Linked DNA regions of Mus musculus: all the other regions are linked to region 1. A link is a contact called in public Hi-C, HiChIP or PLAC-seq and promoter capture Hi-C data. All regions are on one chromosome and are shown on one strand. Each heading gives the region's core, a stretch centred on a gene start, on an enhancer-like site or on the middle of the called end of the contact. The rest is flanking DNA. Distances are from core to core; before and after follow the strand shown.

The links. Promoter capture Hi-C pulls out the DNA fragments that hold promoters and counts their contacts. Hi-C and Micro-C count contacts between places; a contact is called where the count stands out from the background. HiChIP or PLAC-seq counts read pairs in DNA pulled down with a chosen protein or histone mark.
Region 2: a promoter capture Hi-C map of liver shows a contact between it and region 1. The contact joins the enhancer-like site here to the promoter of Zswim6 in region 1. A contact is called at or near these places in 13 of 39 promoter capture datasets (3T3-L1-derived adipocytes, the HPC-7 cell line, cranial neural crest and 6 more), 12 of 484 Hi-C or Micro-C datasets (brain, cerebral cortex, cortical glia and 5 more), 17 of 115 datasets of contacts at active chromatin or transcription factors (astrocytes, bone marrow-derived macrophages, craniofacial prominence and 9 more) and 1 of 9 other capture datasets (embryonic stem cells).
Region 3: a contact with region 1 is called in an H3K4me3 HiChIP or PLAC-seq map of embryonic forebrain, with 3 times the contacts expected there. The contact joins the enhancer-like site here to the promoter of Zswim6 in region 1. A contact is called at or near these places in 15 of 39 promoter capture datasets (the 3T3-L1 cell line, 3T3-L1-derived adipocytes, the HPC-7 cell line and 8 more), 10 of 484 Hi-C or Micro-C datasets (Sertoli cells, cerebral cortex, cortical neurons and 5 more) and 13 of 115 datasets of contacts at active chromatin or transcription factors (bone marrow-derived macrophages, cardiomyocytes, craniofacial prominence and 8 more).
Region 4: a contact with region 1 is called in an H3K4me3 HiChIP or PLAC-seq map of bone marrow-derived macrophages, with 2.2 times the contacts expected there. The contact joins the enhancer-like site here to the promoter of Zswim6 in region 1. A contact is called at or near these places in 7 of 39 promoter capture datasets (3T3-L1-derived adipocytes, the HPC-7 cell line, cranial neural crest and 3 more), 3 of 484 Hi-C or Micro-C datasets (embryonic stem cells, pancreatic cancer cells and reprogramming fibroblasts), 15 of 115 datasets of contacts at active chromatin or transcription factors (CD8 T cells, the NIH/3T3 cell line, bone marrow-derived macrophages and 9 more) and 1 of 9 other capture datasets (liver).
Region 5: a Hi-C map of stem cell-derived motor neurons shows a contact between it and region 1, with 6 times the contacts expected there. The contact joins the enhancer-like site here to the promoter of Zswim6 in region 1. A contact is called at or near these places in 8 of 39 promoter capture datasets (the HPC-7 cell line, cranial neural crest, embryonic stem cells and 4 more), 1 of 484 Hi-C or Micro-C datasets (stem cell-derived motor neurons) and 10 of 115 datasets of contacts at active chromatin or transcription factors (bone marrow-derived macrophages, embryonic basal ganglia, embryonic forebrain and 7 more).
Region 6: a contact with region 1 is called in an H3K4me3 HiChIP or PLAC-seq map of forebrain, with 2.7 times the contacts expected there. The contact joins the enhancer-like site here to the promoter of Zswim6 in region 1. A contact is called at or near these places in 8 of 39 promoter capture datasets (embryonic stem cells, epiblast stem cells, hippocampal neurons and 4 more), 1 of 15 datasets of contacts at CTCF or cohesin (CD8 T cells), 6 of 484 Hi-C or Micro-C datasets (bone marrow-derived macrophages, embryonic stem cells, nephron progenitors and 3 more), 13 of 115 datasets of contacts at active chromatin or transcription factors (bone marrow-derived macrophages, embryonic basal ganglia, embryonic forebrain and 7 more) and 2 of 9 other capture datasets (adipose tissue and liver).
Region 7: an H3K4me3 HiChIP or PLAC-seq map of neural tube shows a contact between it and region 1, with 2.5 times the contacts expected there. The contact joins the enhancer-like site here to the promoter of Zswim6 in region 1. A contact is called at or near these places in 10 of 39 promoter capture datasets (the 3T3-L1 cell line, 3T3-L1-derived adipocytes, the HPC-7 cell line and 6 more), 1 of 15 datasets of contacts at CTCF or cohesin (CD8 T cells), 18 of 484 Hi-C or Micro-C datasets (3T3-L1-derived adipocytes, the HPC-7 cell line, astrocytes and 11 more), 15 of 115 datasets of contacts at active chromatin or transcription factors (bone marrow-derived macrophages, cardiomyocytes, differentiating embryonic stem cells and 10 more) and 4 of 9 other capture datasets (adipose tissue, embryonic stem cells, liver and 1 more).

Annotation. Positions count from the first base shown.
Region 1 is chr13:107,888,792-107,891,371 of GRCm38.p6, reverse strand. It overlaps Zswim6 (zinc finger SWIM-type containing 6), which reads left to right and starts at 1,308. Exons shown (of 18, transcript NM_145456.3): 1 at 1,308-1,768; 2 at 1,770-1,778; 3 at 1,781-1,786; 4 at 1,789-1,791; 5 at 1,794-1,975. The coding sequence starts at 1,323.
Region 2 is chr13:107,641,235-107,643,814 of GRCm38.p6, reverse strand. Gm32186 (a long non-coding RNA gene) reads left to right here. Exons shown (of 8, transcript XR_873933.2): 4 at 1-1,369; 5 at 2,406-2,464. Among named protein-coding and RNA genes, the nearest start is that of Gm32186, 22 kb to the left of the region's middle. Within about 2 kb of position 1,279, at least 63 of the 459 cell types and tissues checked have an H3K27ac peak or open chromatin away from gene starts, as enhancers often do. A contact at or near this core is called in astrocytes, brain, cerebral cortex and 8 more, where this site is marked.
Region 3 is chr13:108,122,043-108,124,622 of GRCm38.p6, reverse strand. All of the region lies in intron 1 of Ndufaf2 (NADH:ubiquinone oxidoreductase complex assembly factor 2), which reads left to right. Among named protein-coding and RNA genes, the nearest start is that of Gm52057, 13 kb to the left of the region's middle. Within about 2 kb of position 1,307, at least 8 of the 459 cell types and tissues checked have an H3K27ac peak or open chromatin away from gene starts, as enhancers often do. A contact at or near this core is called in cortical neurons and embryonic forebrain, where this site is marked.
Region 4 is chr13:107,699,530-107,702,109 of GRCm38.p6, reverse strand. No RefSeq gene overlaps it. Among named protein-coding and RNA genes, the nearest start is that of Gm52061, 11 kb to the right of the region's middle. Within about 2 kb of position 1,304, at least 156 of the 459 cell types and tissues checked have an H3K27ac peak or open chromatin away from gene starts, as enhancers often do. A contact at or near this core is called in CD8 T cells, the HPC-7 cell line, the NIH/3T3 cell line and 3 more, where this site is marked.
Region 5 is chr13:108,062,419-108,064,998 of GRCm38.p6, reverse strand. All of the region lies in intron 3 of Ndufaf2 (NADH:ubiquinone oxidoreductase complex assembly factor 2), which reads left to right. Among named protein-coding and RNA genes, the nearest start is that of Smim15, 19 kb to the right of the region's middle. Within about 2 kb of position 1,303, at least 7 of the 459 cell types and tissues checked have an H3K27ac peak or open chromatin away from gene starts, as enhancers often do. A contact at or near this core is called in neural tube and stem cell-derived motor neurons, where this site is marked.
Region 6 is chr13:107,718,421-107,721,000 of GRCm38.p6, reverse strand. No RefSeq gene overlaps it. Among named protein-coding and RNA genes, the nearest start is that of Gm52061, 30 kb to the right of the region's middle. Within about 2 kb of position 1,295, at least 27 of the 459 cell types and tissues checked have an H3K27ac peak or open chromatin away from gene starts, as enhancers often do. A contact at or near this core is called in forebrain, where this site is marked.
Region 7 is chr13:107,742,739-107,745,318 of GRCm38.p6, reverse strand. It overlaps Zswim6 (zinc finger SWIM-type containing 6), which reads left to right. Exons shown (of 18, transcript NM_145456.3): 10 at 1,182-1,358; 11 at 1,637-1,783. Among named protein-coding and RNA genes, the nearest start is that of Gm52061, 55 kb to the right of the region's middle. Within about 2 kb of position 1,283, at least 25 of the 459 cell types and tissues checked have an H3K27ac peak or open chromatin away from gene starts, as enhancers often do. A contact at or near this core is called in neural progenitor cells, neural tube, stem cell-derived neural progenitor cells and 2 more, where this site is marked.

The DNA.
Region 1 (2,580 bases), core at 59-2,558:
TCGCTCTCCTGCTGCCCTGCAGCGGGGAGGACCCGCCGGTCGGGCGCCGCCAATGCTGCAGGGAGCGCAGCGCGCGTCCGGAGCGCCAAGGACTCCAGGTCTCAGCCCCGCCGCAGATTCCAGAGCGCCCGCGGCTGTTGTCCGCCACCGGGCGGCCGTGAGCGACAACCGTCTCGCGTTGGAGAGTTTGCGCGATCCTCTCTGCCCGTGTGTGCGCTCTAAGTGAGCGGCCCGACCCCCTGGGTCTGCAGCAGGTCGCGGCAGAGGGCGACTGGGGCTCTGGGGTGAAGCCGGGCGGGCCGGCTTCTTGGCCCGAAGGACTGAAAGAGTGCGAGGGCGGGGCGGGGCAGGGCGGCGCGGCCGGCTCGGGACGCGCGTCCAGCGGCTGCGGGGCAGCATCCGAGCGCTGCGCGTGTCCGGGCGCTCGATCGACTCGGCTCCCTGGCGTGTCACCGGGCCGGAGCGAACCCGGGGCTCAGGGCTGGGTGCGCTGCAGTTACGCGGGGCAGCCGCGCCCCTTCCCCACCTGGGTCGGCGAAAAGTGAAGTGGAAAACAGTGGCTGAGCTCAGCCCTCCTCCCTTTCCCCCCTGCGCCGCAGCCACGGCCGAGGGTGGGGGAAGTTCGCTTCGCCGGGTTGGAAGGAAAGCAGGCGGCCTGGGCCGCGCCTCCCCCGCCTTCCTCTCGGCCGCGTCCCCGGGGCTTCACGCAGCATTTCTTTGTTTTGAAAGCGCCTCCTCCGCCCAGAGGCTTTTCCCCGCGGGGCCGGCTGACTGGGGGGTGGGGCATCGAGCAGTCGGCCCGCCCTCCATTTAGTCCGGAACCCTCCCCCCTCCCCGCCCCGCGGCGACCCACGAGGAGCGTCCACGCTCGGCGGACATCAAAAGGAGGCAGGGCGCTGGAGGGCTAAGTTGAGTAGACAGGGGGCGCAGAGACCCACCCACCCTTCCCCTTGGCAGACGGCCCGACCCCTCCCGCGGAAACCCCGCCTGAGCCCCGCCTCCCGCGTCACAGCAGCCTGACATTCTCACAGCCCACCGGGCACCCAACCCGGGTGCCCCCGCCACCCCCGTGTCCACGGAGCGCTCTATTTATGTTTCAGCCCAGTGATTTGCATAGGCCCCGCCCCCTCCCCTAGGTTCTCCCTATCGGCGCTCCTCCTCGGCGATGTCGTCACGGCCTAGGCCACACCTCCCGTGCCCCTACAAGGAGCGGCGGGCCCTAGATGGCAGCGTGGCGTCGCCACGGCGTGTGCGTGTCGCGCTTCCTTGTGCCGTTTATAGGGTCCCGGCACTTCCGCTGTCGGGTTAGAAGCGGCGCGGTCATGGCGGAGCGCGGACAGCAGCCTCCTCCCGCGAAACGGCTCTGCTGCCGGCCGGGCGGCGGCGGCGGCGGCGGCGGCGGTGGTGGGGGCAGCAGCGGCGGCGGCGCGGGTGGCGGCTACAGCTCTGCCTGTCGGCCCGGCCCGCGGGCGGGCGGTGCGGCGGCGGCGGCGGCGTGCGGGGGCGGCGCGGCACTGGGGCTGCTGCCGCCGGGCAAGACCCAAAGCCCCGAGTCTCTGCTGGACATCGCAGCGCGCAGGGTGGCGGAGAAGTGGCCGTTCCAGCGCGTGGAGGAGCGCTTCGAGCGCATCCCGGAGCCGGTGCAGCGCCGCATCGTCTACTGGTCCTTTCCCCGCAGTGAGCGGGAGATCTGCATGTACTCGTCCTTCAACACCGGCGGCGGCTCCGCGGGCGGCCCCGGCGACGACAGCGGCGGCGGCGGCGGGCGGCAGCACGGGCGCGGCGCGGCGGCGCGGCGGCTCCTCATCCTCGCCGGCCGCCACCTCAGCCGCCGCCGCCGCCGTCGCCGCGGGCACCGGGACCCCGTCGGTGGGGGCGGCCAGCGCTGCGGACGGCGGCGACGAGACGCGGCTGCCCTTCCGCCGGGGTATCGCGCTGCTGGAGAGTGGCTGCGTAGACAACGTCCTGCAAGTCGGTGAGTCACGGGGCTGCCGCGGGCCGTCGGTCCTTCGGTCTGTCCTCCTGTCCCTCGGGGGTGGGGGAGGGCAGGGTCTCCCCTCCGATCCCCTGGGCCGCCTCGGGTCGGGCGCGCGCGGTGCAGCAGCGGGCGACTCGGACGGTCCCCGGAGCGGAGCGCCCATTTCCTCCCGCTGGTCCCCGCCCCCGTCTCCCCGGACGGGCTAGCGCGAGTGGGAAATGAATCAGCAAGGACGCGCCCCTCGGTGGCGGGGTGGTGGGTGTCGGCGTCCCGGTCGTCTGTCCGGCAGGCTGAGTGCGGGTGTGCGGGGCGGGCGTGGACAAAGGCGCGGGTGGCCGCGGGGCTCGGGCTGGGGCGTGCGGCGCGGGGGAGGGGGCGCGGGCCGCAGACAATGCCGACCGGGGCGCTCGCTCTGCACTGCCCGGCTCGCGTCCTTTCTTCTGGCGCTGCTCCGCGCCCCGCGGTCCGAGGTGGGGTGGTGGCGATCCCTTCAACCCCGCTCGGCCACCGCTCCGCTCGGGGCTCCGACGGCCGGCCGGCTAGCCGGCCGGCCCCTCGTACTCAGGCTGCTTTAAGGTGTCTGCAACGAGCTCCGCGGCGTC
Region 2 (2,580 bases), core at 30-2,529, 250 kb after region 1:
GTATGTATATATAGTCTTTATTCTTTTGCCTACTTTATTTTTAATTGGAATATTCATCTTTTTCTTACTAGTTTGTAAGAACATTTTTTACATTCAATCTATTTTCCCTATATTCTGCAATTTAATGCAAGTTGCCAATTCACCACCAACCCCATACCGGGGACTGAACCCAGGACCTGACACAAGCTAGGCAACTGCTCTACCACTGTGACATATCTCAGTCTGCTGATTACATTTATGTTTAAATTGGCAGAGCCCAGATTCTTAATACTTTAGTTTATGGTTTCTGCTTTTGATGTTATTTTGTAAAGGCCTTTTCCACTTTGGAATTTCCCAACTATCTACTTGTATTTTCTCCTAGTGATTCTATTTTATTTAAAAATATTTCATATTAAATTTGTGGGTTTTTTAAAAAATGGAATCTAATTTTATTTTCCAATCTTTGTTACTGTTTCTGAATAATTTTTTATTAGATATTTTCTTTATTTGCATTTCAAATGTTATCCCCTTTCCTAGTTTCCCCTCCGAAAATCCCCTATTCCCTCCCCCTGCTCCCCAGTTTCTGAATAACTTTGATCATGCCATATACTATAACTGGTTCCCAAACAAGTATAGCCAGGAGGGAAGACCCTGTCTCCAAGAAACGCTGAGAGTAGAGATGAGGGCTTGACCCCATGTCTGGAGGTACACACAACAGTATCTAGACTTTGTCACTTTCCATATTATTTAAACCCTGGTTTTGCATTTGTGCAATGAACATAATATTAGGAACTATCTCCCCAAATGGTGGTGAAGATCAAATTGTAACATGCACATGAAACACGTGTGCATGGCTCAACGGGACTAACAATGAGTAGGAATAGGTTAGGAAGAAGGACTGTAGCAATTGTGTGACATGGTAATGTTAAAAAGAAATACATCGTCACCATCTATAGATACAACTATACTTACACCGTGGGTACATTGCTGTATAGTTGCAGAGAGCTCATCCAAGTCATTCGGAGGGTTCCCTGAAAGCTGGCTTGTACCCCTAAAGCCTGGCTCTGCTGGAGCCTGGACTGCACTGAACGCCCACATTTCAGGGGAGCCTAGTGCTGGTTCTGTTCACAGACTTACTTCCAAGGCCTTCTGCCTGACCTGCCCATGTTGAAGGGAATCAGAAGAACAACCTGACACTTGGAGAGCTCACGGGACAGAGAGCACTTGGAGTCTGTGCTCAGAGCGAGCAGCCCTCTCTCCCCCTTCCTGGCTCACCCCCAAGCTGAGGATGGCTGCAGAGAAATAGTCACTGGCCGTGAGCCAGGGACACCAGTCAGCTTAACCAAAGAAATCAATGGACACTGTGTCTGCAAATGAGGAAAGTGACGTGGTAAGGAGGCGTATGCCTTGTCCAGAATCACAAATACCCGGGGTGGCAAAAGCAAAAGGAGAAGCGGCCTCAAAAGGGGCCATTTCCCATGTCAGGCAGGCCCGGGTTCACAAAGGAACGGGCACGCTGCTCTTGAGCCCTGGGCGGTGGAGGCCCAACATATTTTTATGAGGCACAGACAATGAGTAGCCATTCAAAAGGCTGATGTTGCCTCTGCTTAGAAAAGGGCAAATATTTTAGGAATCCCTTGTTACTAGGCAAATGCCTGATGACTGTTTGGAGGACTGGAACTCAGCTGCATGCACAGTACCTTGGGCTTTGCCCTTTGATTCAGAGTTCTGCTTCCGCCAAGGAGTGGCTCTCTAGTTTGGCTGCACCCTGGAACAAGCTGTGAAGCTCTTAAGCGCAAAGATGCCAGGTTTCACTTCCAGAAAGATCGATTAAATTAGGGCATAGAATGCTATTGCTAAAAAGTTTTATCCTAGCCAAACATTTCTCAAATTTTAAAGAATTTTCTGAAAAGTTTGTTAAAATGTTCCAGACTCTGGGCCTGGACTTTGACACTCCAGTCAATCTCCTATAGGATGTTATGTTCCTGTGACCTGAGGGACGGGATAGCTCAATGACCATAGTGCTTGTTTGTTTTTGTTTTGTACAGATTAGAGCATTACTTAACCAGACAGTTGTCCTAGAGCTGAAATTAAGCAGAGAGGGAATCTATGATAGTTGTCCCCAGCCTGGAGGCCCAGCACACTGATGAGAGCCCTTAACATTCTGGCAAAGTCCCCTCATCACCCTGGAGGAGACCTTACATCTTCTTGGACTAGAGGAGTCATGTGCTTGGGCTTATGTCTCCGTTGTTAGGGTTGTTTGCTCTGTCCCCCATGGGGACATGGGGATGGGGACTATATGTCAAGAGTAACAGCACAGACCCTGGGAGAGTGAAAAGCAAGGGACGTTAGAGGCCTTCCACCTAAGGAAGAATGTGAACATAAACAGCAAAGATCTAAGGCCAGTGCACTCTGTAATCTTACAGGAACTGCTTCTGCTAATATTGGTCATCAACTTGACAGGCTCTGAAACCATCGATGAGAGGTAAGTTTGGGGAGGTCTAGGAGGGAGATGTTAGATTGGGTTAATTGAGATAGAAGCCATACCACAAGTGGGTGGCAACATTTCCTGGGCTGGAGTCCATTAAACAGAAGAAAAAA
Region 3 (2,580 bases), core at 58-2,557, 230 kb before region 1:
TGTATGGTTTCATATGCTTTTGAGAAATGTGTTAGTTTTATATTCATGCTTAAAATCTCTCCCACTGTCCTGCATTCTAGTTAATGTTTCAATAAATATTTTATTATTTAAAAAGTAAATGCTTCAATAAATATTTTAAGACTCCAGCCTACCTAGTCTAGCCCGTCACCACACATCAGCCCTGTTGGCCATGTCTGGCTCCTACCAGTTTTTCACAGTCCCTCTGTGCTTTGCTGCTGTGTGCCATGAACTGCCCCTGCCTGGAGGTCAGCTCTTCTTTATGCTGCCTTCCTGGTGACTCCTCTGTCTCTGGAAGTGTCATCGCTGTCTACGGACAGTTGTCCCTCTCCAGTGCTCTTCTGAGTTTGTTCCAGTTCATAGCACTTACAGCGCCTCGCTTTAGCAGCTGTTTTGTTGTTGCCATCTCTCTCGGAGAGAAGAGCACGGGGTGCTCGGATCTCTGTCTCCTCTCGGCCCAGTAAGCGTTACCTGGTACACAGGAGATGTTCGATAAATGTTTATTAAAGAAATGACTGAAAAGCCATTGTTTCCGTTATGATTCTAGGGACATAGTGCTTGCTTACTGCAGCAGCTTCCCGGCTTTTTTTTTTTTTTGTAACAGTGAAAACTGTTTATAAGAAGCAGTATCTTGTAGGTATCTTGAAGCAAAGTATAGTGAATTCTTAATTCAAAGCTCGAGACATTTTCCTTATTTAGTTCTAAAACAACATAGGTTTTGTAATAGTGTGTTCTTTAAAAGCAGTTCCATTTGTTTTTCAGTTGAAAATGATTCTTTGGTGAAAAATTAACCCAGTTGTAATTATATATTAAGAAGTATGCCCTGTCTGGCTGTTTTAATTCTTTTAGTATTTTTATCTTGGAAATACCTGACAAAAAATGTCTCTCATTAAACTTGTCATTGCTAGTCATGACTTTGTGGCTGCTTTTCAGTTAGGCACTCCATGGATATCATATATAGAAAATACTAGTTTTGTCAAAGCTTGTCTCCCTCACCGAGCAGCATAAGTAAATACAGATGACCGTATAGCACTCACACGCTCTTAGGTAACGGTCTCTATAAGATGTATCGTGTATTTTAGGGGGATTTGGCTTGTTTCCTTATTAATGCAGAAAATTTAATTGTCCATGCTGGGGAAGCTGCCACCGTGCTCTTTGTTATTTTAACTCTTTACATGCAGTGAAGACGGAAGAATGGAGAGTGATTTGCTGAGGCCAGTAGGCTGTTTCCAGGCTGGCAGCCGAAAGTCAAACGTGAGGAAATTGCAGAAATTTACAATTCAATGTGCGTTTCATCAGGGAGAGACCCACGGATTGTTTTGACACTCAGTTAGAAATTCAGCATGAAGATGGACGTCTCATAAAATGTGCAGCTGCTGATTGAATTCATATTTCCATAAAGGCCATCAACAGTAGAAGCCTGCAGGGAAAGAGGGGGAGACATGACAAAAACCTGTGAGGCCAGCATTTTCCTCGACGTTCCAGCCGCAAATTACTGGTAATAAGGGTTTACACTGACCGGGATTAAAGAAAAATATAGACAGCCAGGAGGGAAAGACTCCTCAGCCTAATTGATTTTAACTAAATATGTCTACATTTGATATCTAAATATGTGTTTATTCATCTATAGAAAACCTAATATATACTTAAAAGTCAGTCTTCACTATTTAAACAGCAAAAATAAGGCAGTTGTTAAAGCTACAGAACTCCATCACACAGGGTCTCTTCGTAAGAGCCTTCAGAGATTTGAACACTCATTCAGAACAGCCAGAACATTCTGGGGTAGTTGATTGCTGTTCTCAGGTGAATTGCAGGTTACGTGCAAGCCCATGAAATCGTTATTCCAATCCCATAGAAAACAAGCTTGCCTTTTGTCTCTGTAATACCGTCATTTTACAGGGGTTCAGGAAAAGCCTGTATAATACTGTGCCTTTAAGAACGACTTGATTCTTCTTGTTTATGTAGTAACAATGTTCCCAGATTTTAAGTATGTACTAGATTTTCTACAAATGATGAAATATATACTTAGATATTAAATATAAGCGTGTTTAAATTTATACTAAAAAGTCCATTCTCCTTTTAAAGTGCTTTTAAAAAGCAAAACAGACAAAACCTTGTATTTTTGTACTTAACGCTTCTTTTGTAAGCCCTTCATATTACACTCAATTGAAAAATCCTGTGGTCTCTGGGAGACCCGAAGGCTCTGGGGATGGGGGGTCATTGTTCATCCAGAGCTCTTTGTGTGGACAGCGTTAACAATGTAGCATGCCCTCAGATAGCATTTCTGGAAAATTAGAGTTTATACAAGTTTAAGTAAAAGTAGTTACCTTATAGAGAAAAGAATTATATTTAATTAGCAATGTGACCCAAATATATAAGATTACCTAGAAAATAGGAATGTGAAATTATTGAACTTTATTAACATACTAGATTATGAATATTAGAACATAGAAAATGTTTTCAGATGTTTTGTTTGTGGTTATAATTGAGAGTCTCAACTATTCTTATTTGAAAAGAATACTATGTCTTCTAGTAGTCGTCCCTGGAAGTGCACACTGGGCC
Region 4 (2,580 bases), core at 55-2,554, 190 kb after region 1:
GAGAGAGTTCTGGAAGAGAGTGACATTGCAGTCACCCCTGAATGAGGGGAAGCAGTGCCACAAGCACTCTGGAGAAACACACCCAGATACAGAGCACACGTGTCAAGACTGGGGCCAAGAGGATGCCTGCCAGGAGGGTGGATCTACCGGAGTCTGGGGCACTGGAACAGAGAGCAATGAAGGACCAAAAGGACCAGACACTGTCTTCTACCAGTGCCACAACCCAGGTCCCCTGCTGTCCTGGTCATAAACCTGAGGTGTGGAAGAAGCTGACAGAAATACTTCCCGGAAATACACTGAGGTGGTTTCTGGAGACACACAGGAAATGGATTCTCTACTAGAAACTCAGGTCAGTGCTAGTCCAATGCCACCAGATTAAGGTCCCAAGTCCTCCTGTTCAGTCAGGAAGCCATTTTGTGTGGGTATCTGCTTTCCCCTTGGAGGAAGTCCTACACGGAAGTTCCATAGAGCCCTCACTTCTACCTCATGCTAACTCCCATACATCCCAGGACAATCACAGGGAACTTCTAATGTCATTACCTAGCAGCGGCAAAAGAGGGATTGATATTTCATTCCTTGGTAATTGTTACCAGCCTCAGTGCCTTTGATGGTTTTCCCCAGAAACAGGAGGACCTGGAGAGAGGGACGAGAAGGTGGTAGGTGACTCTGGCATGCCTTTATTTTGCTCTGTGCTCACAGCTGAAAGCACACAGTGTAGCGGCAGCAAAAACCTCCAGAACTGGCCGCAGGGTTGGGGGTGACTGGACCTTATCAACACCTAGTTTTGTAAAGTGCAGAAAGAAAAGGAATCCTTCCATACTAAACCAGACCCGCTAGTCAAATACTCATTAAAACCTGTCTGTGTGAGGCATCGTGCAAGAGGCCATGGGCACTGAAGGGAGAGATGTTTGAGCCCTTGTCCCCAGAAGCTTCCAGTCCCACTGTGGGATCTAAGAAAGACCCTGTGTGCATACACAGGTGGACCAAGAGATGATTAGCAAGCCATTAGGAGAGGAAGAGACGCTCAAGTGTTTAGGTTAACTTCTTATTTTTTTTCAGGGTAGAGGGTCTGGTCCCAGGTTGAGATCTGAGGAAGGAGAGGATGGAGGTGGCATGAGCCACCCCGGTCTGGCAGCTCAGCCCCCTCATAGAGTCTGGACCCTGGCTTTAAATGCCACTGTGAGGCTCTGCAAGGGAGGAACCGGGGTGTATGGTTTGAGCTGCTGAGTCAGAACACCTCCCAAACCCCCAGCACTTGGGGCTGTTTTTTTTTTTTTCCAGGACTGGTTTTGTCTGCTACGTGAGCCCATTTTGTCTTTGTGCCTCCTAACACAGTCTGTAGAACTCCCAGACTGCTTGATGCACAGTCATGCATAAAACATGTGCTACAGCAAGCACACACACACACACACACACACACACACACACACACACACGTCACTTTGACTTTTCAATGCTTTGTGCTAAGGGAAAAAGAAACAAGGTTAGCTTTCCAGCTTCCCACCCCCAAATTGTCCCCAGAATGGATAGACACAGCCTTCCTTTGTGCCGTTTGCCAAGGGCTCAGCGTGCCATGTGTGGCTGCTGTTGTCCTGACTCCTCTGGCTAAGGAGGAGCCTGCCCTCCCTCAAACCTAGGAATCTAGCTCATTTCCTGTATCTTCTATTTCACCGGACATGTGGCGCCCAGTTCCTGTAAGTGGCATGATGCAAGCCCAGTGGTTGGGGATGTGGCTGCTCAGGCAGATCTCTGTACCTTCTGCTGAGCTACAGGGCACATTCCCTCTCTCAGCCCCTCGTGTCTAGAGCAGCCTGGGGTGGGGTTGGGGCATCTCACTGGTGAGCACCTTGGACTCCAAGGAGCAGGAGAGGACGTGTGGAGAAAGCCACAAACAAGAACTGGACTCTTTCCGCAGTGAGATGTACAGATTCCTTGGGGGGACCCAGACTTTAGCAAATCAGAAGACTAAACACAGAAGAAAGTGAGAGGGCATTGGGGTCACAGGAGTCTTTGAAGAATACTTGCCTGGGCCTTGATTTTCAATGCAGTGAGGCTTCCCAGGCAAAAGGGAGTCACACTCTGCTAGTCAAGGCACACCCGACCTACATTTGATCTTGGAGAAACACTTTTAAATCGATCCAGTGCAGGGTCAGTTCGGTTTCCCAGGGGACCTTGTGTTTGACCAGGGCATGGAGAAATGATTTCCAAGGTGAGGCTGCCTAAAACTTAAGTCTAAATTTTCAAATGGAAAAGCCTTTCTGTCTTATTTCCTGGGTAGAAGCAAAATCTATTATCCACGAGTGTGGTTCAGGAAGCACATACAAAGCGCCTTGTACTAGTTTAAACTTGAACTCAGTTGTTGTGAGGCAGATGTGAGGTAGCCCCAGCAGAAGGCATTTCTTGGTGGAGGCTGACAGTGCTGCTGGTGAGGAAACCACCGTCCCCCACCCCCCCACATGCAGTCTGAGACGAGTGCCCTTTCTCCTCCAACCTCCATGCTCTACATAGACCAACCTGACTGGCTAGCACATCTGCATTCCAGGTGGGGAAAAGGAGGGTGAAGAAGGAGAGAATGAGACT
Region 5 (2,580 bases), core at 54-2,553, 170 kb before region 1:
AGGAACTCCGTATTTGAGTAGTGATATATTCAAAGCCGAATGCTTAATGATTGACAAGTGAAGATACACAAAGATACATTTTTCCCAATTTCAAAAGCATCATCTTTGCCACATTTATTTTTAAAAACTAATATAAATTCCTAAGAGTATAAATATCCTTTTCCAGTTTTCAAGAATCTATGGCATTTTTTGTTACTATGAAGAAAAGGCCTGTAAAATTATTTAGAACCATAACTTATTAATGGTGAAATACAATTTATTCTTAATTGTTAGGTGTTTAAATTTAGCTTTGCATGTGTGATACAGTGCACTATGTGGAGCCATTTATTCATTCAGCAAATACGTGCTGAGTGCACCTTATAATCTAGCCCCTGTTCTAGGCACTGTGTCTGAGGGACAAAGGGGGACCGAGCCAAAAAGAGCTGACAAGAACTCATTGCCTATGGCAACCAAACTGCATATATATTTGCCTTCTGCCTTGGCAACCCAACGTCTAGAAATCTACTCAATTATCAGACAAAGGCAATGGTATGGCCACACAAGGGAGTTCCCAGAGACTAAAACGAGACGACAAAAGAAAGCATAGCAATATGGACTTAGTGCCACAACAGAGTTTCAAACAAGTAGATTAACAAGAAATTGATCGCATATGAATGTGAATGATAGCTGAAGGACGGCCAGATAGGTAATTTGCCTATTTTATGAAAAAAAGCAGAAAGTATATAGAAAAATCTGTTTTGTTTTGCTTTTGTTTGTTTGTTTGGCTTGGTTTGGTTTTTAAATAAAAGATTAGCCGCGGAGGGAGAGACCAGTATGCAGAGCAAGGGTGAGGCATGAATTTTGGTGACTCTGCCGTTTTGCTTAATTTTACTGTGCAACAATCACTACATAGCTTGACAAGGGGAGCTGTCTGTGGGTTGTGATCTTCTCTTTACCATGAGACTTAGGCAGCCATATGAATAGCTGGAAGAAAAGCCTCCCAGGCGGAAAAAGGGCCCAGTGACAACGGGGAGAGTGTCTGAAGAACATAGGAGCAGCCAGTGGGGCTGCAGCTTAGCAGAGAGAGCCATGATTGGAGGAGAAGAGAGTGCAGTCAGATCCCTGACCCTCCTCGTAGGCTGCAGGCCCAAGATGAAGTTACAGTAGAAGGTGTCTAGTAGATCCTTGTGGAAGAAAGAGGACAAAGGACAAAACGACGAAGTCAAACAGAGACAGAGGCCCAGCAAAGCTCTGGCAAGCTCTTGGGGATCCTGAGCACGTTTGTACTGCCCGTCTGGTTGGGGTGGCCTGGCTTTATGTCCTTGCCTGTCTATTTCACTGGATAGGCTTCCTTCCCTTAAAGCATTAGTATATGAGTGAGTTGCAGCCCTCTGCTACTGCTCCACGCGACAGCAGCGTGGACAGGTGTGAGCTGTCTTGTCACAGCTCCCCCTGCAGCTGGGAAGGATCTGGAGTCTCCTACATGCAAATCTAACGTAACTTATAATAAACCCATGAAGGTTTGTTAGTGAGAACTGGCATGAAAAGTCAGCCTCTGTTGGCCAGGAGGCCCAAGGAGACATGTTAGGAAGTGCCTGTAGTCCTAGTAAGAAATGCTCTTGGCAGGAGAGGTAGCAACAAATGCAGAGTTCAAGGTGCAGTAGGAAGAGCTGGTAAGATCTAGTGCTGCGTAGGTAGAGGATGGAAGGGGACACAGGAGCAGCTCTGTAAATATGCACAGTGAAGCCCCTCCTCCTCTAACTTTTCCTACCTCCCCCCTCCTGCCTCCACCTCCTCATCAGATCTTCCCCCTAATGTGCATTTGATTGTGACAAAGCCTACTCCGAGAGTGATCAGTAACTTTCAAGGCTGTCTGTGCACGTTGTCGGCTGTTGCCTTGGAGCTGGCCTGTAGTTTAGCAGATGAGGATTGGGAAGAGAGGCCAGTGAAACACGACAGAGCTGTCAGGGGTCCAGGGAGAGCAGATAGACACGCCTGCATTGGCCCCAACTCTATGGGAGCCTTGTGAGTGGCTTGTGACAAGTACCTGGCAGCAGCAGGTAGAAGCAGATTCCTACTTCAAGTACAGGCTAGTCATGTGACCTTGTGGCCTATGGACAGTTTGAATGAAACTGTCAAGTCTAATGGGCTAGTTTGACTTAGAGCTTTGGACCCTAGAAATCTGTCAGGGCTAAAAGTATAAATCTGAGATTGTTCAGCAATATGGAAATAGTGTTTAAACTTGCAGCATGAAAAACAGTTATCCCTGTAGAAATAAGAGGGCCTATGCCTGAGTCCTCAAACACTTGAGGCCAAACTGTTTGGATGTTTGACCACAGAGGAGCTGATTTTGGTAAAAAGAACCTGAATGTTTTACAGACATATCATTTGGTATATGAATGTGTAACACACATGTGCACATGCACATACCATGCACACACATACCTCTTTTTCTCAGTTTTTATCTCACCTTGGCCTCAACCTCCCCTTGCCGAGCACTGAGGGCTGGCATGGCCTTTTGTCTTTGCAGCCATGGCTAAGGACATGCTTCGCAGTCGCTCTCCGAAACGGTGAGTTGGTCTGCTGCCCCCCTCCATGCTT
Region 6 (2,580 bases), core at 46-2,545, 170 kb after region 1:
GAGCGGATGAAATATCCTCTAGAAGAGTTAGATCATTACTTCCGCTTTAGAATAAACAGTGTGCTGCCCGGGTCCACATACACTAAAAGGATGCTCAGGATTAGTATCCAACCATAGAGTTTGGATCCACTCGCATCACTGTCATGACCAAGCAATAGTGCCGGGGAACCTTTCGTGCTTAGCACATGAGACACCGTCCTTGCTGTTTGCATCGGTGAGTGCATCCGTTTAGTCGTGCATGTGTGACTACCATCCCAAGTTAACTCAGGAAGGTCCACAAACACGAGGTATCCACGATCACCCAGTCCCAGACAGCAAACAGCTCCAAGCCCTGGCAACTGTCTCCATAGCCACTCCTAAGTGGTTCATGGTCGGTCGCTTCTTATGGAATTGCATTTATTGATCACATACTGTGCCCGAGCACTGTAGAGCCCAAAGGAATATATTACATAGTTCCAACCCTCAAGAGAATTTGCTAAGATGAACTTAAAAATGGGTGAGCAAGATGACAGGGAGAAGCTATCCTGAGTTTTCCAATTTTTGCTTAGTGGAGCTGCATGACATGTGGCATCACTTTTTCCACTTTCCAAGTCATGCCTTCCCCTCTTCTCTTTCCCCTCTCTCCTCTGTGGGGGGTGTGTGTGTGTGTGTGTGTGTGTGTGTGTTTGTGTGTGTCTGTCTGTCTGTCTGTCTGCCTGTCTGCCTAAACTCACACCAACTCACCTAACACTCCAGAGAGAACCCTAAGCATAAGTCTATTTTCCATTTCTGGATCTGATTGCCTAGTTTGGATGTGGGCACCGAATCTACATCTTAGTCACTGCAAAAACAAAAACGGGGGCGGGGCCAAGAGGAAGAGCAAGCCCATTCATTTTCACATTAGCAGGATCTATCTGATCACCTCAGTATCTGCACTGTCCCATCACCAAGGTTTGTTTATTGGACTGTGGTTCATGAACCACCTGCATTAGAGCCATCAGAAGCCCAGTCAGACATACCTATATCTGATGCACTCCCAAGATTGAGTTATTAGGGACACAGGACTGTATATAATGAAGCTAAGTTTAAAAAAAGATTTTTTTTTTTGCTTGTTATATTCAACATACATTCATGTTACACAAGGACTGGGTTGAACAAGATGGTTTGGAAAAGCAGGTGTGTAGAGTAGCCTCTGGGCAAGACTAGGCCCCAGGCCTCTCAATGGAGCACAGACACCTTCTCTGTACCTACCCTCTTGCCACTCAGAGAAGTAATAGCTGCCAAAGGGCAGGCAGCAGGTTTCCACAGAAGCCAAATGTAGCCAGGAGAGATTGGCTGCAGGGTGAACCCAGGCAGGCTTTCTCCTGAAGGAAAATTGGAGTGGAACCCAGGGCATTCAGCAAAAGTTCTATTGAAACATCTTGTACAGTGTGGCCCCCCTGGGAAAATCCATACATTCGCTTGAGCTCACAGCATCTTAAAAAACAAACAAGCAAACAAACAACAAAAAAAACGCAGGAGCCTCCCTAGAAATTGCACAGCCGAGTCCCAGAGCAGCCCCGCCCAGTCTGGCTCACAGCTGAAGCGCATCTGTAGCCCCTGCTTTAAGCTATTCCATCATGCCAGATGATCAAAAGCCTCTTTGTTTTGTCTTTTCCAAGTCGTGCCTCAAACCCTCCCATCTCCTCTCTGGCAAAGTCACTGAGCATCTGTACTGGGGACTGGTAAATTTAATCTGTGGGTGAGATTCCCCAAATCCATTTTGATTGCTGTCACTCGGAGAGATCTGGAGGACTCATAACCAGCCATGATGTGTGAGGGACGTTTCTTGAAACTGCCTAGCGGAGAATTCTCATTCGAGGTTTACTTGCCCTTCAGGTCTGAGTGGGTTTTCTTCGACTGCCTGGTGGCTCAGGGAAGACAGAGGTGGGGGAGGGGGTGTTCAATCTTCGTTTCTCAAGCGCCTCTGTTTGCAGTTTCTTTGACAGCCACATGGTTTATAAAGAAGTGACTTTGAGGCAGGGATTTGCTTCCTCTAAAGCCGTCCTGGGACACAACTAGAACTTCTGTAGAGAAAGAGGATTCTTGGATTTGCAAAGCAGGTCCTCACATTGGGTATAAATGTCTCTGTACACTCTGTGGGTGACTTGGATAATTGATTGGCATGGTTGGGTACAGTAAAGAAGAGCCTGTCTGGCATTTGTCTTTTCTTTCAGCGTGGGACTACACACGGGGTGGGACCAGGGGCAGGCGGGGGTGGGGGGGATGGATAGATGTCAACTGACTCGTCATTCCTTGGAGGTTATACATGTCAACTTTGTTTTTGGAATGACCTAGAGCTCAAAGACTAGCCAGTAAGTCCGGCCTTGGGATCCATCTGTGTCTGCCACCTGAATGCTGGAATTACAAGCCAACACCACCGTGGTGGCTCTTCTGCATGGGTCCCAGGGATGAAACCCAGATTCTCATGTGTGCACTGTAAGCCCTTATCAATTGAGCCATCTCCCTCATCACCTGTCTTGTTTGTTTTCATTAGGGAGACATTTAAACATTCCTAGTCTGATTGTTACCTGGCCCACTGGTGCTTCCTGGTCTGACAAC
Region 7 (2,580 bases), core at 34-2,533, 150 kb after region 1:
GTGTCTCTGTTGCTGCTTAGTTCCCTCAGCAGGACAGAGCCGGGGGTAGATGAAGCCACCAGGCTGCTCTTCTCAGCACAGTTGTGCTCGCTGTTGGTGGTTTGCCTTCTGTCTGCTCAGACAGAAGTCCAATGACAGGAAGATAAAGCCTTTCCTCATTTTGCTGCTTCTTTGGTTGAGTCTCCGAGAGCAGTGAAGGGGACTGTCCTTGAGCACTATTAGGTATATGTAAATGAATTGTTCATTGCCCCACGGTTCAGCTGAAAGTTAGTTTAGAGTTGGGGCCCAAGGGGCGGGAGTTCCTGTAGTAGTCTCTTTAGGAATTGAACAACCCAAGGAGCCGAGGTGAGAATATCCTTTATTCCCCAAACATTTCTTTTCTTCGTCAGGTCCTGAACCTTGAACCCCCTTCGGACTGTATGCTTCTGCTCTCTTGTGATGCCCCGGCATACACTATGCTGGGGACATCACACCAGCCATGGAACCTGTCCAGGAGTCAGGAGACAGCCTATAGGGGCAAGGTAAGTGCGCTGGTTTGTTTTGTAGCTATGTTGTGTGGCTTTGTGAAATGTTAAACAGATGCATTTATGCCCTTTGGGATATAAAGTGGCATTTAACCATTATATCCCAAGAAGCATAATAGTTTTAATTGTGCAAAACCGCACAATATAGTTAAAAAATACAACCAAAAGCACAACCCTTACGCATAGTTTTAAGGCTGACTGCGTCTTCCTGAAAGGTTCCATGGCTGGTGTCGCATCTCTTGCATAGTGTTTGTGAGAGCTGTTGATCCCATCAGGGGCAGCCCAACACTACCTCAGAAGTGGGGAGCAGTGAGTTTTCATGGGATTTTTTTTTTTTAAAAGACAAGTGCCTCTTTAGCGTATCTTCGACATGGAGACTAGACATGACAATTCTTTTTGCAGGATGCCTTTAACAATAGCTTTAATGGCTGCAGAATGTTTGTGTTTGATACAACAAGTAAATGTCTGGAAACTCTTTAGGCTAACTGCCATCGAGCATTTAGGATGTGAGACTATCCATTCACCCTGCGCCCTTCTGCTTAGTGGGTGCAGGGCAGTGTGTGTGGGTTCATGAACATCTGGCCGCAGAGTGGTATGACTGATTTATTCACATGTGAATAATAGCTGACACGGCTTTCTGAATTGTGGAAAAAACAGATTCATCGAACAGGCCTCATCGGACAGTGTTCACGAGAGCCATCGAGGCATGTGATCTCCACTGGCAGGATAGCCACTTGCAGCACATTATCAGCAGTGACCTGTACACCAACTACTGTTACCATGACGACACTGAAAACTCCCTCTTTGACTCCCGGGGGTGGCCCCTCTGGCATGGTAAGTGGCCAAACCGGAAAGACTTTTCCATGACTTACTCCTTTGTTTAGTTTCTATAGCATTATTGGAGTGGGAGGTAGAGGAGCGAGGTATTCAATGGGCAACGCATGAATGCTTGGCACAGGGGGCTGAAATTTCCATTCAGATCCAAGTTCAGAAATGGTTTCTTATATCTTCTTCTATGGCTCTTGGGGAGGAACATCTTACTGTAGTAGCCCGCTTTTATGGATGGATCTAACAGCGGCCACTTTGCCCCCTTACTGGGTTTCTGTTTGTAGAACACGTCCCTACAGCCTGTGCAAGAGTGGATGCGTTGCGTTCTCACGGGTACCCCAGAGAAGCACTGAGACTAGCAATAGCTATTGTGAACACATTACGACGACAACAGCAGAAACAGTTGGAAATGTTCCGGACTCAAAAAAAAGGTGATTATGAAAGAGATTGTCTATTGGAATGGGATTCCTGGTGTGGATGGAACTTGGTTTCACGTTCTGCTGGAAGAGATGGAGTTTTGAAAGTACAGCCATGGAAATGGCCTTTATTCACCATTCCTAAAAGTGTTTGACAATGCACTCATGTGGAACACAGCCATACGTGCAATCAGACACCCATACACATAAGCTAAAGATGAATGAATTTTTTTTTTAATTTGATAACATATCTGTAAAAATAAAATCCAAGTTGTTTTGGTTGAATGTTGAAAAAAAACAAATTCCTACCTAATTATGGAGATTTTTATTTTTTGAACAGCTGATGATCTGTCTGGATCATCTAAAATGGAAGCTGGATACCTTCCTGGTGTTCTAATGTAAACACTAAGGACTTCACAGTGGCTGCCCATCCTTAAATCCCAGCAGCTCGTCTCGGGTGGGCGCCCTCAGCTGATGGCTACTGTCTCAGTTTCTGAGGTCCCTCTTCTGCACAGCCGGTCTCAACAGAGGGGCTGTCTCTAAGAGCTGCTGAGATGGACCCACTAATCCCTAGAAAGTCTGAAACAAGGCCTGGCACTCTATACTTTTATAGCCATAATAGTCTGTGTTGGAGGACTTGTTATCTATTCAAAGTGATCAGAGCAGAACCCCTGCTTGCTGAGGTAGCGGTTCGGTTGGTTTTTCAAGGTCTACAAATGACTTTTGATGAGTGAGCAACCGACAGGACACCTGACCTTGTCTTTATCTCAGTTTGTTAGTTTTCTCATTTTGGATAAATACTGTAGTAGTAA